Regions from separate parts of the Sus scrofa genome. Here region 1 is linked to region 2. A link is a contact called in public Hi-C data. All regions are on one chromosome and are shown on one strand. Each heading gives the region's core, a stretch centred on a gene start, on an enhancer-like site or on the middle of the called end of the contact. The rest is flanking DNA. Distances are from core to core; before and after follow the strand shown.

Region 1 (2,700 bases), core at 79-2,578, 48 kb before region 2:
TCCTGGGCTAGTGGTTGAATCTGAGCTGCAGCCGCCGGCCTACGCCACAGCCATAGCAACGCTGGATCCCAGCTGCCTCTTCGACCCACACTGCAGCTCCAAGCAATGCCAGATCATTTAACTCACTAAGTGAGGCCAGGGATCAAACCCGCATCTTTATGGATACTACTTCTTAATCCACTGAGCCACAATGGGAACTCCCACAACCAGTATTTTTTTTTTTTTAAGGCAACTGATTAAAAAATAGCACATCCTGGAGTTCCCGTTGTGCTTCAGCAGTAATGAACCTGAATAGTGTCCATGAGGATGTGGGTGCGATCCCTGGCCTCGCTCAGTTGGTTAAGGATCTAGCGTTGCGGTGTGGTATAGGTCACAGACTCGGCTGGGATCCTGCATGACTATGGCACAGGCCAGCGGCTGCAGCTCCAATTAAACTCCTAGACTGGGAACTCCCATAGGTAGCACATGTCGTTCTAAAAAGCAAACAAACAAACAAAATAAATAACAAATAGTTCATTTGACACAGTAATGAAAAATAAGCTTTTTTTTTTTTTTTTTTTTTTGTCTTTTTAGGGCCTCACCTGCGTCATATGGAGGTTCCCAGGCTAGAGGATGAATCGGCACTGTAGCTGCCAACCTGTGCCACAGCTTACAGCAATGCCTGGACCCTTTAACCCACTGAGCAGGGCCAGGGATTCACCCCGTGTCCTCATGGATACTAGTCGGGTTGGTTACCACTGAGCCACATGGGGGACCTCCGAAAAGTAAGCTTTTGGTTTCAGTTGTGTGTATATGAAATATATGTACATATATATTGATGTATAAGTGTATGCATGTGCTATATATGTATGTGAATTTGATATTTGTGTGCATGTGATTTTATGTGTATGTGTACATGATATACTTTTATGCATGTGTACATATGCATATCTGTATATGTGTGTGTATATGCATGTATGAAGCTCACACATAACTAGGTCGCAATGTTAAATGCATGCACTCTCTACAGGGCATTAAGTAATCACCCTGATCTTTTTCCTCCCGGATGGGTCAAGTTCGGTATCTTATCGGAAGCTACGAGTCCGCTTCCCAGAAAAGGGCACAAACCAGACCGACTTCAGGGTGCACCCGCCGTCGGAGCGCCGCGCGCGCCCCCGCGGTCGCGCCCCCGTCCCCAGGGTACCTGCGCCTCACGAACGCGCCCGGCCCCGCCCCTCCTTCCCACGCTCCGACGCAGGTCGGCGCGGGCGCGCGCACGCGGGAGGTGCGCGGGGAGAAGCGCCGTGGCGTCGGGCGCGCGCACGCCGGCGGGGCGGCGCACGGCAGCGGCGGCGGCGGCCATCTTTCCTCCCGCGGCCGTTCCTGGTGCAAGTGCGGGGTCCGCGGCCCTCCCAGCGCTCGGGCTCGGCCGGAGCAGCGGCCAGGCGTGGATGACGGGGAGGTGGGCGAGGCCGCCCCGCAGCGTCGCTCCTCCCCCCGCCCGAGGTCAGGCCGGGCGGACAGCGCGCCCGGGTGGCTCGGGGTCGCTCCCCGGCGCGGCCTCGTCCCCGCCGCTCCCCTCCCGCCGGGACCCCCCGGGCCCGCCCCGCCCGCCCGGGCTCAGAGGGTCGGGCTCCTCCCAGATGGGATAGGCTGTAAAGATGTTTAGTTTTGAAGGGGATTTCAAAACGAGGCCCAAGGTGTCTCTCGGAGGCGCGAGCAGGAAGGTAAGAGCGGCCTGCGTGCGGCGGCGTCTCGGGGCCTGGGCGGGGCCGGCCGCGCGGACCCCGGGCGGGGCATCTGTCCCCGCGGCAGGGACGGCTCTGGGTCACCTGCCCCGACGGCGTACAGCGGGTCTGGGAGGAAGGCTGCAGGGGACTCGGGCTTTGTGGACCGGAATCGCCCAGAAGGCCAGGGATGCTGCGGGTGGACGGGCTTTTTTCTATTTGGATGGTGAGACGCACAGGACACAGTGTTTCTTTCCAGAGAGGCGCTTTAGATGCTTTATCACCCTTGACACTGCGTAGTGACTGCATTTAGAACGCTCCCTGGGGTATTTCCTGTTGTAGAAAGTAAGCACACTGTATTTGTTCGTGACAGCCGTCTGAAATTGAGGCAGAACTCCTCATTGGCCGCGTGTTTGAATCCGGGGCTACGGAGATGACCCTTTACCAGCCTCCTGGAAACATTTCTGGAGAGTCTCTAGGACTTTTTTTCTGTTACAGTGGCTCGTGTAATTCTCCTTAGGATAGCAGTTTGGAATAACGGTGGACAAAGTAGTCACTCTGCTGTCCTCTCTACTGACTGGCGTCTGTCGATCCGGTGGAATTGCTAGTAACTCCCTCAGCCTCGATATTGCTTCATCTGCTTGTTTTCCACCCCTTCTCCACTGGCTCCCTTTCCTGCCCGTTTTAGTTTTATCAGACTAACAGTCACACATGGTTCCCTGTGCTTAGCGATTGAAGAGTTTTAAGCGAGTACAGGGGGCTGGTTGTTGAGTACATCCTTTTCTAAAAAATGTCCTTTAAATGCTTTACGTGGCCTTTCTTCTGTATTCGTATGTTCTGGGTGGTACACTTCATGACGGGGGGACCCTAAGAGGATGCTCAAGTCCATGTTAGACTATGTTTTAAATTGTGTGTGATGGTTTCTGAGGGTAGGGGAGTTGGGAGAAAAGTGTGCTGACCGTTTTCAAGCGTTGGGTTTTTGCCTGGTGGTGAT
Region 2 (2,700 bases), core at 103-2,602:
AGCGACTATCAGGGCAGGCGTCAAAGGTCCAGAGTGCTGCCTTCTCCCGTTTTAATTGAAACCGCAGTAGATGGGTGAGTAGAGGTTGGAATCTGTTCATCTTCAAATTAATTGTCAGGGGAAAGGGAACTGTGTTTAAACTGATGATGGTTTTAGCGCTGGGCTGTTAGTTTTAACACAGCTGTGTGTCTAAGCTTTTCTTCTTCTTCTTTTTTTTTTTTTTTTTGTCTTTTTTGGAGCCACTCCCACGGCATATGGAAGTTCCCAGGCTAGGGGTCGAATCCTAGCTGAAACTGCTGGCCTACGTCACAGCCACAGCCCACAACATGGGATCCAAGGTGTCTGAAACCTATAGCACAGCCCATGGCAGCACCGGATCCTTAACCCACTGTGCAAGGCCAAGGATTGAACTTTTGTCTTCATGGATACTAGTTGGGTTGGTTAACTGCTGAGCTACAGCGGGAACTCCTAAAGCTTATCTTCTAATCTCAGTTCCTAGTTTGTGAAGAAAAAATGTTTTGACAGGTGCACTTAAACTGAAATACATCTTAAAATGTTTGTTATCATTAAGGAAATTTGGAGCTTATTTTTAATTTTGCGTTATCTCAGAGGTGCAATTTGTATATGTATTTAATTTTTTTATTGAAGTATAGTTGATTTACAGTGTGTTAATTTCTGCTGCACAACAGGACAGTTCCGTTTTTATGTATTTCTTTTAATATTGCTCTTGGCAGTGAAGTGACCCTTGGAGCAGGAAAGCACGTGGTCTCCCACCTGCGCTCGCTGGGGCAGGAGTGGGCGGTGCTGCGGGCGGCTGGCTTGTCGTATTTCTCCTGCGTGTGACGCCTTTCCGTTCAGAGGACATCTCTGGGAATACCTTGCTGCCGTGACCTTTAGTGCCTGCGGACGAGCTGCTGTGCGCTGTTGTGTTCTCTTTAATACCTTGGCCAGTCTGTGCAGACGCCTACCCCGGATTTATGCCCTTTACTGCTTAACTCAGAGGGTTGTCTCCTCTAAATAAAGCTTCCTGGATGATTTTAAATATATCCCCGATATATGCTAAAAAACACATCACGTCCTTACCTTTTAGCACTAAAGCCGCAAATAACCTTTGTTAAATGTATAAAAAGTTTTATTCATTTGCCTTATGATCGCATCATGATTGATTTAGGAGCTGTGGTTGTCTCAAAGTTAACTTTGGATGTGTGTAGCCCTGACAGTGGTGTTTCAGAAATGTGTGTACCCCTGCAGAAAGACGGCCGTTACAGTCTTGGGTGAAGAGTTGGGTTATGAGAGGAGGCGCAGTAGGGGAACCCACTTCTCCGGAGGTCTGTTGGCAGAGTACCTGGAGGCTGCATCCGGGGCATTGACTCTTGTTCCCGGGGGTGGGATGAAAGGTTGCTGTGATCTTTGGCCTTTTGTGTTGTTTAGAAAAAAGAGCAAACACACTTGCTTAAAATACGTACTTCAGATTTTTGAGGTGCTGAATTTTATGTTTAAGATGAATTTAAGTAAAAATCTTTGTAAAATGATACTTGATAGTACCTTATTTTAAAAAGAGCTTAATTTCTTAAGTTTCTTAGGAGAAATAAAGCAAGGACATACTACCTTCTAGAATTTCTATGTTGAGAGTTCATGTTTTTTATAGTTTTTTTGTTGTTCTTACTCTCTTTTCCATAGTTTATTTAATTGATCTCCTATGATTTATTGCATTACCATTTTTGAGTATTCTAGTAACTTTAAATTTCTCAGCCTCGTGCATTAGTGTGTTGTTGTTATCGTGTGGGTTTACGTGTGACCAGCAGAACTCACTTTTATAGAATCATCATCCTTTTCGGCTGGAAAAAGACCTTAGAGCTGATGTAGCACAGTCCCCTCTTTTTCCCATAGAAACAGGCTGCTTTTGGCCTGTGTGACATTTGAGGAGCGGTTGGGCTAAACGATCAAATGGATTTTTTCCTAACCCAGGAGTCACAATCCTGGGTAAATGTCACGTATTTTATGCTTTCACTGTTTTTAAATGATCATGCTCTTAATGCCATTTGGATATCTCAGAAGCACCACAGTGAAATAAGATTGAATTTTTAAAAACCGAAACTCCATAATCCCTGCTATATACTCCGAAAATCCTAATCCTGGAGCACGTATCTGATATTTTGATTGAATGCGGGAACGCAAACAGTTAAATTTGAGATGTTTCTATTGAAAAGTGACTTATTTATCTAAACCCTGTTCCTTTCTCTTCCACTGTGGGCATTAAATTTATATGCCCCTTGCAGAGTTCAATCTATTAGAACATTATGCGCAGGAGAATATTCGCAGAAACGACGGTAATGAACTGTATTGTGGAGACACACGGGGCGATGCTTTCACTTAGATCACCCATCACCCTTACTGGGAGGGGTCTGAGAGACCCCGGTGGCAGCCCTGACCTTGAGGAGGCAGAGGTGCTGGCCCTCAGGCGCCTTGGGGGCTGCGACTCGGGCTCCAGCAAACCTGACAACCTGGAGGTAGGACGAAGCCTCACAGGTCTCCCACTGCGGAAATCCGCTGATTCACAAAATGCGTGCAATCAGTCCCGGCCCCTCTGGGGCTGGATCTCGTCGCACTGCCCAGGGCGGGCTTAGGCCCAAAGCCGTGGACACAGCGACGTCCAGCAAAGCTCCTAGTTGTAGGAAGCAGGCTCTTTGTGGTGGTAAC

Evidence for each region. A called contact is a pair of places that touch in the nucleus more often than the background predicts.
Region 1: a contact with region 2 is called in a Hi-C map of liver, with 1.7 times the contacts expected there. The contact joins the promoter of UBE3C here to the enhancer-like site in region 2. A contact is called at or near these places in 3 of 47 Hi-C or Micro-C datasets (epiblast stem cells and liver) and 2 of 2 datasets of contacts at active chromatin or transcription factors (alveolar macrophages and skeletal muscle).

Annotation. Positions count from the first base shown.
Region 1 is chr18:1,652,902-1,655,601 of Sscrofa11.1, reverse strand. It overlaps UBE3C (ubiquitin-protein ligase E3C), which reads left to right and starts at 1,328. Exons shown (of 22, transcript XM_021079034.1): 1 at 1,328-1,706. The coding sequence starts at 1,641.
Region 2 is chr18:1,605,028-1,607,727 of Sscrofa11.1, reverse strand. All of the region lies in intron 10 of UBE3C (ubiquitin-protein ligase E3C), which reads left to right. Among named protein-coding and RNA genes, the nearest start is that of UBE3C, 48 kb to the left of the region's middle. Within about 2 kb of position 1,352, at least 2 of the 83 cell types and tissues checked have an H3K27ac peak or open chromatin away from gene starts, as enhancers often do. A contact at or near this core is called in liver, where this site is marked.